Linked DNA regions of Ovis aries: region 1 is linked to region 2. The links are chromatin contacts, called in public Hi-C maps. All regions are on one chromosome and are shown on one strand. Each heading gives the region's core, a stretch centred on a gene start, on an enhancer-like site or on the middle of the called end of the contact. The rest is flanking DNA. Distances are from core to core; before and after follow the strand shown. Region 1 has its middle 130 kb from the start of LPP. Region 2 overlaps LPP (LIM domain containing preferred translocation partner in lipoma).

Evidence for each region. A called contact is a pair of places that touch in the nucleus more often than the background predicts.
Region 1: a Hi-C map of liver shows a contact between it and region 2, with 2.7 times the contacts expected there. The contact joins two enhancer-like sites. A contact is called at or near these places in 2 of 16 Hi-C or Micro-C datasets (liver and mixed tissues).

Annotation. Positions count from the first base shown.
Region 1 is chr1:200,122,144-200,128,524 of ARS-UI_Ramb_v3.0, forward strand. No RefSeq gene overlaps it. Among named protein-coding and RNA genes, the nearest start is that of LPP, 130 kb to the left of the region's middle. Within about 2 kb of position 3,483, at least 16 of the 54 cell types and tissues checked have an H3K27ac peak or open chromatin away from gene starts, as enhancers often do. A contact at or near this core is called in liver, where this site is marked.
Region 2 is chr1:199,760,909-199,766,919 of ARS-UI_Ramb_v3.0, forward strand. All of the region lies in intron 3 of LPP (LIM domain containing preferred translocation partner in lipoma), which reads right to left. Among named protein-coding and RNA genes, the nearest start is that of LPP, 230 kb to the right of the region's middle. Within about 2 kb of position 1,848, at least 10 of the 54 cell types and tissues checked have an H3K27ac peak or open chromatin away from gene starts, as enhancers often do. A contact at or near this core is called in liver, where this site is marked.

The sequences.
Region 1 (6,381 bases), core at 2,233-4,732, 360 kb after region 2:
AGTGTCCACTACTGACTTGGAGTATTATCCTGTTTTCATCTACTTCAGTGACTTTTGGAGGCAAATCAAAGACACATTCATGAGAGCCTTTGAGGGGCCAAACTGGCTTCACATTGGTCTCAGTGTTCAAACTTGAAGAAGTCACACAAAGAAATTTTCTAAAATTCTCCAAGCCAGTGAAGAGGTGGTAGTGGAGGCAGAAGGGGCATGAATTCTATATGTAGTGGAGGCAGAAGGGGCATGAATTCTATATGTTTGCCTTATATATGAGCAATTATATATGAGCTTACTGATTTGATTGGTAAGCCAATCAAATTAATAGAAAGAACAAGAAGTGAGGGAATATCGGCTTCTAGAGCGATTGGGAGGTCTTCCTCTCCCCTCTCCTTCACAGCCATGTCCACACCCGCATGCACGCTCCACCCTCAAGGACGAATCAAGGTCAAAAGTTAGGGCATTATGGAGGCCTGTTGCAGGAGCCTGTTAGGGAGCTGTTGCAGGGTCAAGCTGATGGCTTGGATGTTCTATCCTTGCTGCTTGGGAGGGGGTTCCACTTGGAAGGTGACTGCTCTGGGGAGGCCTGGGGGAGGAAGGCTCAGCGGGAATTGTCGTGCTTTCAGCCTGTAGACGGGGTGTGAGAAGGCCGCAGGAGTGGCCCAGCTCAATGGCAACTAACAGGGGTCCAGGGCTCGGGCTTGTGGCAATAACCTGCTGTCCTGCCTGACTTTGCTGTTGTATGGCACCCTCAGGAAGAGGCCAGGGCAGCTGGTTTGGATCTTGGATCAGAATTCCAGATCTGAGAGAGAGAGAGAGAGAGAGGAGGGGGAGAGGAAAGGAGGAAAGAGAGACACACAGAGAGAGGTGGCGGGGAGGAGAGGAGGGGAGAGAGAGGGGCAAACAAGGGAACAGAATATGGCCCTTTTCCCCTTTCTCTTTCTTTCCTCGTGCCTCTCACTGTCCCTTTCTCTCTCTTCCTGACCTTAATCCCCTTTACTTGCTTTTGTTGTTGTTCTCGTTTTCATTTTATGGTTTACTTGTCTAGTTCTATTTTAGTTTGGTCTCCTTTGTGTGGTTGGTTTGGTTTTGGTTTTGAGTGAATTATAGCAGGTTCTCCAGGTCTGTGCCAAGCCTTTATAATGGCCTCCACGATGTGTCCCCAACCTCCACTCCCTCCTACCTCCCCGCTGGCCCTCCAGTGCAGCCACAGCTGACTCCTTACTGTTCCTTGTGCATGCTAGGAAGGTACTCTGTCAGAGTGCCGGCACTTGCTTTCCTTTTTCTGTTGTTGAACCCCTACCCGCAACTTCAGGCTTACCAGGTGGTGCTCATGGTATAGAACCTGCCTGCCAATGCAGGAGACTTTATAAAAGACACAGATTCGATCCCTGGGTTGGGAAGTTCTCCTGGAGGAGGGCATGGCAACCCACTCTAGTCTTCTTGCTTGGAGAATCCCATGGACAGAGGAGCCTGGCGGGCTATGGTCCATAGGGTTGCAAAGAATTGGGCACAACTAAAGGCAGCTCAGATGGTAAAGCGTCTGCCTACAATGCAGAAGACCCGGGTTCAATCCCTGGGTCAGGAAGATCCCCTGGAGAAGGACATGGCACCCCACTCCAGTACTCTTGCCTGGAAAATCCCATGGATGAAGGAGCCTGGTAGGCTACTGTCCATGGGGTTGCAAAGAGTCGGACACGACTGAGCGACTTCACTTTCACTTTCACTTTCAAAGCAACTGAACTGAACCCCCAACTCCATATATCTTCATGGCTTATTTGTTCACCTCCTCAGGTCTTGACTTGAACACAACATTTCAAGGAGATGGTTACCGAACACCAATCAACACTTTTTTATCTTTTACTTTCTTTCTTTAAAGCTTGTATAACTCTCTAACATATTCCGTGTTTTGCTTTTAGCTCAGTTACTTTCTGAGTGCCTCAATTAGAATGGAAGTTTTAGGAAGGCAGAGCTTTTGTTCATTTTGATCACTACTGAACACACCTCCAAGAGAGTGTGGTCCATACATTTCTGATCAATGAATGATGGGAATAAGGGAGAGAATGAAATTCTTTCTGGTGCTCAGAAGACATATGCATACATATATATATTTTTTAATTAAATAGATCATTAATTAATTTAATACTTTGTTCTTGTTCAGTCACTACATCATGTCCAACTCTTTGTGACCCCATGGACCGTAGCACAACAGGTTTCCCTGTACTTCACCATCTCCTGAAGTTTGCTTTAACTCATGTCCATTGAGTCTGTGATACCATCCAACCATCTTATCCTCTGTCTCCCCTTCTCCTCCTGCCCTCAATCTTTCCCAGCATCAGGGTCTTTTCAAATGAGCCAACTGTTCACATCAAGTGGCCAGAGTTGTGGAGCTTCAGCTTCAGCAACAGTCCTTCCAATGAATATTCAGAGTTGATTCCCTTTAAGATTAACCGGTTTGATCTCCCTGTAGTCCAAGAGACTCTCAAGAGTCTTCTCTAGCACCACAATTCAAAAGCATCAATATATTTAAAACAAATTAGTTTATTTATTTATTTATTAAACATCTGCAACCTTGAAAAGAACCTTGGACTGGAGACTGAAGAGTTGGTGACAGTTCTGTCATCTTTAAAACAGATTTGATGGGGAAGAAGCTTTTCATTTCCCTGCCTTGGTATCCGTTCTTACAAAATAGGTATAATATTCCCTTTGTACCTTACAGGATTATCATGAGAATCAAATAGATTATTGGACAAGGGCAAAAACTAAAAGGCAAATCACACATACACTCAAACTTCTACAGGGATAAAAGAGTTATATTAGTGTTTAGTTATCACACATGAAAGAATTCAGAATGTGATCTTCCTTATCCTAATGGTGATGGAGGCACATACTACGACAAGAGAGCTGGGTATTCTGGAGGACTTAATCTTCACGTGATACTGTGAGGCTGTTTGAGGAACTTATCTTACGAAACCCAAGTGTTATTTGGGAGCTTATCAGGAATGTTTTATGAGAGGAAAGGAGAGCAGAGCCTGGCTGTGTCATGGAATATTCCTTCCTTTCTTCCATTACCCCAAGCCCTGTGCTGTTGCATTTCTTGCTGTGTATTATTGACAGAGGAAATGCTGATTCATGGGTCTGAGTTACAGGAAACTTTGTTTCCTGGTGAAGAAACAAGCCTGGCGGAGCTGCCAGCACCCTCCTCTGCCAATTTCTGCCACAGGCCCTTCTCCCAGGCCTGCACCGGACTGACGGACAAGGGACAGAGCCAATTTGTGCTTAAGCAATGAAGTCACTTTCCCTTGCCAGTGAGGTTAGCACCATGCCTCTCTAGACCCTTCAGCTCTGACCCCAGGATACCTTTCCAGTTCAGCTCCCTCACTCCCTCCTCACATGCTGAACTGTGGCCACACATGACTACTCCAGGTGCTTTGCAAACACCATGTATTTTCCAGTCTCAGTGCTTTGGCTCAGGATGTGCCCTGCCTGGAATGGCCCCGACCCAGTGTCGGCTCACTGAAATCCTACCCATGCTTCTATCCCGCTCAATGGTGACCTGCAATGTGACACCTGCTGGCTTTCTTTGTCTTTGTTTTTATTCTTCTTAGTAGGATATTTTCTAATATGCAGGTAAGTGGACAGAGCTGTGTGGTGACACTCTGTGTACCCATCTCCCAGCTTCAACAGTGACCTGATTTCTTTTAAATAGTACTTGATCTCTCCGTCTTTGAGCTCTTTTAGTAGATCTTGTGTTCTGTGCTTAACCCATATTTGCTGAATTGAAGGAAAAGAAAATGAATCTGTGGACTTAGAATGCTCTGTTTAACCAACTACCACAAAGGGGAAACTGAGGCCCAGAGAAGTGAAGTGAGTCACTCAATGTCATAAAATAGGGAGCAGCAAGCTGAGGCCAGAGTCTTCTGAAGGACCTCATAGCCTAATTGGAAGATGTACATACTACCGTATCTCAAGTAGCATAACAAGTACACGCTACAGGATCTTGGGCACTATAGGAGTTCAGGTTAAGTGACTAGTAAGTATGTGTTGAATGAATAAATTAGTCTTCTATCCAATTGATTAATAAGATGACCTCTTAAGCTTTGCATGGAGCAGCCCCTCTCCATGCTATAATCTGATGTCAGCATGCTGAAGGTAATGGAAATATCTGTCTTAAATGGAGAGAAGAGCAGTCTAATTCTAAAGAACACTAAGAATCTGTGAAAAGTTTAAATTATAAGTATTCTAAAGCACATTCTGTATTATTACTACACGGATTAGAGAGTAGGCACTCTGTGTCTGAGGAAACTAAATGATCCTCGGTTAGCTTGGACTAGAAAGGAGGAAGAGAAATTAAGAGAGTCTTAAGTTTTGTGACTTGGAGTACTTGTGCCTTTGGTAATTTGAGAGAAAGGCAGGAAGAGAAAGTGTGGAAAGATAAAGCAAGAAGTAAAAAGCCAATTGGGGAATAATGGCACTATTTCATCTTGATCCAGACTGAGCTCAAACCTGGATTTTGGAAGAACAGCAAGAGTTCATCTGGATGTGCTGCTGAGGCACCCTGATTTTACCATGTCAAAATGGAAGGAAGCATCTGGTCATCAGCCAAGAAGCCACTGGGGTGGAAAATAGAAAATGTGTATGGATTTTCCTCATAAAATTAAATTAAAACACAATTTGAGATCCTTTCCTTGAAAATAATCTTTTGAATCAAATTCTTTCTAAAGGTCATGTATAATCAGTGCATAATTCCTGCCTTTCCTCCTTGGTAAGGCAAACTGGGGGCAGGGGAAGGACAGAGGAGCCTGGTGGGCTACAGTCCATGGGGTCTCAAAGAGGTGGACACGACAGAGCAACTAACAAGCTACACAAGGTTACTGGGGTCCAGTGAGTGTTGGAGCTGGTGGGGATGGGTCATAGCTGTTGAGAGCTAGTAAAGTAATGCTCAAAATTCTCCAAGCCAGGCTTCAACAATATGTGAACTGTGAACTTCCAAATGTTTAAGCTTGTTTTAGAAAAGGAAGAGGAACCAGAGATCAAATTGCCAACATCCGTTGGATCATTGAAAAAGCAAGAGAGTTCCAGAAAAACATCTATTTCTGCTTCATTGACTATGCCAAAGCCTTTGACTGTGTGGAAAATTCTGAAAGAGACGGGCATACCAAACCACCTGACCTGCCTCTTGAGAAACCTGTATGCTGGTCAGGAACAAACAGTTAGAACTGGACATGGAACAACAGACTGGTTCCAAATAGGAAAAGGAGTACGTCAAGGCTGTATACTGCCACCCTGCTTATTTAACTTATATGCAGAGTACATCACAAGAAACGCTGGGCTGGAGGAAGCACAAGCTGGAATCAAGATTGCCGGGAGAAATATCAATAGCCTCAGATATGCAGATGACACCACCCTTATGGCAGAAAACGAAGAAGAACTAAAGAGCCTCTTGATGAAAGTGAAAGAGGAGAGTGAAAAAGTTGGCTTAAAGCTCAGCATTCAGAAAACGAAGATCATGGCATCTGGTCCCATCACTTCATGGCAAATAGATGGGGAAACAGCAGAAACAGTGTCAGACTTTATTTTGGGGGGCTCCAAAATTACTGCAGATGGTGACTGCGGCCATGAAATTAAAAGATGCTTACTCCTGAGAAGAAAAGTTATGATCAATCTAGACATTATATTAAAAAGCAGAGACATTACTTTGCCAACAAATGTCCATCTAGTCAAGGCTATGGTTTTTCCAGTGGTCATGTATGGATGTGAGAGTTGGACTATAAAGAAAGCTGAGCGCCGAAGAATTGATGCTTCTAAACTGTGGTGTTGGAGAAGACTCTTGAGAGTCCCTTGGACTGCAAGGAGATCCAACCAGTCCATTCTAAAGGAGATCAGTCCTGGGTGTTCTTTGGAAGGACTGATGCTAAAGCTGAAACTCCAGTACTTTGGCCACCTCATGCGAAGAGTTGACTCATTGGAAAAGACCCTGATGCTGGGAGGGATTGGGGGCAGGAGGAGAAGGGGACGACAGAGGATGAGATGGCTGGATGGCATCACTGACTCAATGGACACGAGTTTGAGTAAAGTCCGGGAGTTTGTGATGGACAGGGAGGCCTGGCATGGTGCAGTCCATGAGGTCGCAAAGAGTCGGACACGACTCAGTGACTGAACTGAGGGGAGAGAACTGTAGGGGGCTCTGACCAGGCACCTAGCAGGCACTCCTTCTGCACTGTCTCGTTGGCCCATGAAAACGGTGGCAGTCACACCATCGCCTAGGTCCCAGGGAGGTTCTAAAGGTCACCCAAGTTAGAGAAGGTCATTTGCAGGCTGTGAAGTGCCTCACAAAGGTCATGACATCTGCATATATGAGACGCACAGGAGTAGTCATCTGATGTC
Region 2 (6,011 bases), core at 598-3,097:
AAAGAGACATAGAGAACAAACTTATGGACACAGGGAGAGGGGAGCAGAGGGTGAGATGTACGGAGAGAGTAACATGGAAACTTACATTGTGATATGTAAAATAGATAGCCAATGGGAATTTGCTGTATGTTTCAGGGAACTTAAACAGGGGCTCTGTATCAACCTAAGGGATAGGGTGGGGAGGGAGATGGGAGGGAAGCTCAGAGAGATTTGACAGAAAACAACAAAATACTGTAACACAATTATCCTTCAATCAAAAAAATAAATAACTTTTTTAAAAAATTCCCTCTCTCAACAACATGCTATGCTCTATCATGGTACGGCTAGTCTGTAGAGTGTGCTGTGCTTATTTTTAACATGTGCTCTTAAGGAGATTTAAGTCTCATTCTAACAGACTTTTTTCTGTACAAGACCAAGAAAAGGGGACAATAAATACCTTGAGCTCTTTGAGTTCAGTAAGTCTATTCCTAAAAGTGGAAATCTGGCTTTACAAAGATGAGATTCTCATTGCTTGATTCATAAGCATTTAAAATCCTGATATATATCTTATACCTTCACCAGGATGAAAAAATGACTAAGGGAAAAAATCACCAACAGCATCTCTAATGAGGCCTAGCAATCCCCTTGGTGGTTATCTGGCTGGAATCCTCTCATCCTAAACCCACTGCCAAGTGGGTAGGTCCATAAGTTAATTGCTGCTCATTGTCTGCATTCCCCTGACAGCTTGTTCAAACTTGTATTAAAACACACAAACACCACATTTTAGCTATCTGTTTACAGGTCTGTTGTACCCATTAGATAGGTCAGAGACTATTACTAGACCTTGAGGGAAGTTTTCACTGATTTTGATTTTTTTAAATAATTTTGTGTTCTTCTTTATTATAAATTCACATTGATATTCCCATAGAAAAGTATATTAAATAAGAGAGAGATAATTCTATTTAGATATCATTTAAAAAGCAGAAAAAGTTCACTTTTTCCTCAATGAATATAAACCCTCTATTGACAAATCTCAGGCCATGTTCACATGACACTACTCTTTGTGACTCTGAAGCAATGTTTGCTCAGACCACATAACCTGCCAAGAGTAAGCATAGCAATAAGACACAGAGTTAACCGTCATCCTCCAGCTTCCAAACATTATATTGCTCACAAAGCTGTCACCTGTCAACTGTACTGTTTGCACCGTACTATCACATTACTGCTTGTAAACTAGTTCAGAGCTTTTGCATAGAGTTTGAAGGCTATAATTTGAATTAACATTATTGAATTTAGATAATATTATTACAGATTAAGGTTTCCAAGTTAATCTTTGTTTATCTGATAATTAATTTCCATCTTAAATTTCTATTAAACCCAAGATCTACTTCATCTTAGGGTTAGAATACAAGGATATTGCTAAATTCAGTTAAATTGCTCAGTCACTGGAAAAATAAAGGGAGGAAGAAGAGGTACAACTTTTCCTCTTCAAGGACCATAAGATACAGTTTTAAAAAACAAAGAAACTCAATACCTTACAGCTCTGAAATCATAGTTTCTGGTTAACACCAATCCAAGAGCCTGGAGAAGCATCTCAGCAATTAAAATGGCATAAAAAACAGACAGGCTTCTCTTTGGAATGTACTATAAATTCAAGTTATGTAAGAGAGGCTAGTTTTGCAATTTCACATTTAATAGCAAAACAATTGAAACCATTTTCAACCAGTGACCTTTATCTTAAGTCATGTTGGAAGTTGTTCCACTTTTATTTCAAGATTTTGAAACAGAGACAAAATCTGTAGAAGCATCGACCAATAGCCACTGAGTAAAAACGAGCCAGGCTGTTTCGGATCAGTTTCAGAATGACAGGGGTGGATGTTATTCCTTTTCAAATTTCTCTCGATGAGAGTGCTGGTGTTGCGCCTTCTGTATTTTTATCAGTTACTGACTACCTCGCAAAAAAAAAGACAATGCCGTGTGTCAAAAATGTTCTAAGTTGGCTAATATTCTGGGGAAATAACACACACACACACACACTTTAAACATATGTAAGGCAGTATCCAAGAAGCATGAAATTGTTACTGAAGTTATTTCTTCTAACGCAGAGCTGAAGCTGAAACTGAACCACCCTCTGTGAGTCTGCTTATCCACACCAATGACAAGGAACTTACTACTTCACAAGGCAGCCCCTTTCATGGCAGAAAAGTTGTAACTACTAGAAAGTTATGTTAAGGCTGAAACCGGTATTCCCCTAAGAACCACCGATCAGTCCTGCCTTTGCCTTGGAATCATAAGCTTTCTTCTACATGGCAGCCCTCCAGATACTTAAAATATCTTTTTAGTTTCCTATTTATTTTTTTCTGTGTCCCAAGTTTAGATAGTCCGATTCTTCTTTTTTCCTCCAACTAGACTTACAGCTTGAGAACAATAACATAGAATTTGAAATCTCAAACCAGCAGTTTTCAAACTTATCGTTAAGAAAAATGGGTTTCTTCACACCAAATCTTTAAGAAACCCCAAGAATAAAATAGACAAATTGATAAAGTGATTCCTCGGATTTATTTAAATCTTTGTCTTTTGACAGAATACACTTCAGTTGTGGGGCGGGGGGAGCGGTGGGGGGTTGGGTGGAGTGGGGAGGAAGAAGTATAAACCTAATTACCTCCAATAAGAACTCTGCACCGAGCCAGTTTGACAACCCTCTGCTTTCGAATATTACAGTGATTGTAGCAAATAAAGAACACAGATGGTGTCTTCCTTTATTTTCCTAGTGCCTAGTTACCTGTCCCATCATCGGGGTCAGCACGTGATTATTATATAAAAGAGAAGGGAAAGATTTGGGAAGATGAAGAGTTAAATTCTAGTTCTGAATCATGTCAGTTCACATTTCAAACACTGTCCTCCACAATTTCTTATAATTAGGGTGACCATGCATCCAATTTATGGTTTCAGTGTAATTATTAACAGTGCCCCTTTCACTCTCGGAAGAGTCCCAGTTTAGACAATCCCTTATATATAGTCACTTCATTTATAATATAGTAATAATGAGAGTCAGTGAATCCAAGAGAATTCTGAACATGTTAGGATCCTCTCACAAAGGCCCTCTGGCCAAAGACCTCCCATGCTTTGAGCTTGGAGCTTATTACTGCAATTGTTAAGAGGGCAGAGCAATCAGCAGTGAGGAGAGAAGATCTTGGGGGCTACCCTGCTCCAGAAGCACGTGCTTTCCAGTAAGGAGGGAAGAAGGTACCAGAATGATCGTGCGGGAGTAGAAAAATACAAGATACAGCAGAAATCTACAAGAAGCTAGAGACCTCATTCAGCCGCTTTCTCGTGAAGCAAAGAACATCACCTTTACCAAGAAAATCAGATTATTAACTTCAACTAAATCTTTACTGTTACCACTCCTATTACCACGACCATCAGTATTATAAGAAGTTTTATGTCTACTTCATTTCAAATAGCACAGCAGGTTTGACTAACTCTGAAGTTGGAACAGGAAAAATTAGGGAGTGGGCAAGAAACAGGAATAAAATGTGTCCAAATGTATTCACTAGCATACAAGAGTAAAGATGGAGGTATTATTTATCAACGTTTTACATTGTTAAACAGAGGTTACACAAAAGTTAAGGGAAATGAAGTCAAAAGAATTCAATGCCAGCCCATAGGTTACATGTCTATTTAATTTACTTTAAATTAACTATTTTATATTGATTTCCCTTGGAAGTTTGAAATGTATATTCCACAGGAGCAGGGGAGGAGGCAAAGCATTCAAGACGGAAGGCTGACAACCCTTGCCAGAGATGGAACTCCCCCCAGACACGGTGAGCACTCACAAAATCGCAGGTCTCCCTGTCGTACTTTCCAAGATGTTTGAAACCAAAACAGTTTAGAATACTCTCCCAGCTCAGACTCTTCCCTCCTTATGGCATTTTTTCTGATAAATAGGAATTCCCCTTAGGGACTCCCTAAAATAAAACTCTTGCCTTCCCTTCTGTAATATGATTAATTACACTGACAAATAGAGATCTAATGAAACATAATTGTGAATCCATCCTCAGTTTAGTATCAACTACACACAAAGCCTTGTGGAAGATATATGCCCAAAATGTGACACCAATAGCCCTGACTGTGTTGGAAATGGTGGAGAGGCATTCAGCCTTGCCATGGTGCAGAGGCTGAGTTTCAGGCAAGGGATTGATTGCAAAAGAGATTCCACCAAAACATATGTACTGGCCTGAGACTTGGAAGACAACCAACCGTAAGATGATAGCCATGCTCTGCCACTCTGGCGGACTTTCTGCTGGAAGCACGGTCATGGATACAGGGAGTTTTCTGTATCCACATTCCCACATTCAGTCTTAAGCCTTGTGGTTATCAAGAAGCAACTGTGGCAGAGAGGGCAGCTGGACTCCAAGTTTAGGGTCCAGTTACTACTTTCAGATCGTGGCTTCTTAATCTCTGGTTCATAAGCAGTGTGCTGTATCCTTGACCACAACAGTTCCATGGGAGCCTCATGAATCTCTACTGTCTTACACATAGTAATTTTGTGTGGCTCTGAGATTTATATTGGAAGCTCAGCCAACAGACTGCTCTATATAATTCTCCCAGTGATTCTGAAGCACCTAACACCCTGCATTAAAACTTTTCTGCTTAAGATATCTAGATTGGTTTGTCTCCCAGAGGAAACTCTAACTTCTCTCACTCCACCTCCATATCCTTAAAATTCTATTTGCCAATAGACAGTAATGATGTTTCTATTAGAATTTATCAACCAGCATGCACGTGTGCATGCTCAGTCAAGTCCGACTCTTTGCAACCCTGTGGACTATAGCCCACCAAGCTCCTCTGTCCATGGGATTTTCCAGGCAAGAATACTGCAGTGGGTTGCCATTTCCTTCTCCAGGGGATCCTCCCGATCCCCTCCAGGGATCAAATCCACATCTGCTGAATTGGCAGGCAAATTCTTTACCACTGAGCCCCCTGGACAGCCCTCATCAACAAGAGACAGGTTCAAATCAGTCACTGTGTGAAGTACGTGCAAGCCCTCGGATCTTCACTAGGGAGCAGACATGGTGCCAGCCATCTCAGAGCTCAGAGACTGGTGGGAAGAGGCTCAACGCAGCAGGGGAACTATGAAGTGACATGGAACGAGGCAGCAGGGAGTCTAATCTAACCCCAGCAACCTAGCTCCCTTTTATCACTAACTGGCCACCTTTTCAAATCAAGGGGGCGAGATGGATGAAAGTCCCTTAAACTCTAACATTCCACAATTCTATGAGTCTTTGTACTTGTAAGGGAATTTACCTGGATTCAAGTCCTAACAAAACTTCCTAAATTTTCAGTTCCCTAAATCTTAAGGTCAGAACACAAAGGTCACACAACACACAAACCTCAGAGAGTTAAAATAGGAACAGGAATCAGTGACCCCCAAATATGAAGCATTGTGGCAGCCTAAATCTAGAAAACCTCAGGGAAAAATATCTAAACTCATGGTTGCAGTGGTTGTTAAGAATACCAGAGAATGAACACATTTTCTTCAGGGCCTCTGTCTTCTCTGAAAATGTCTGCCTCGCTGTCTGGAGAAAAAGGTGTGGAGGAGGTGGGAATATTTACATGTGACTGTCTTCTCTGAAAGTACTCAGACCAGTAGTAAAGTGAAAGAAATATCAGGCAAATGAATAATGCTTAGATCTCTCAAGAAAAGTCACCAATTTCTTTGTGTCATGGGCAAGAAAATCCCTGAGACCCATATAAGAAAAGCAGTTCTGTGGACAGGGAAAAAAATGTCAGCAGAGTCAAGGTCATGCATTTAAGGCAGTTTTGCTGCCAGTTCTGAGGGCGGCCTCAGGCTAGGGCTTTCCAGACCTCACTGGGCCTTAGTTTCCTCATCTGTAAAGCAGAAACAACAGTCTCTGCCCTGTTGGCCTCATAGGTGTTGGTGAGAATTAAGTGAAACGCTGGACACAAGAGCATTGCATAAATAGCAGATGACACAAATATGCGAAGAACGATTATTAGAAAGGCATTTC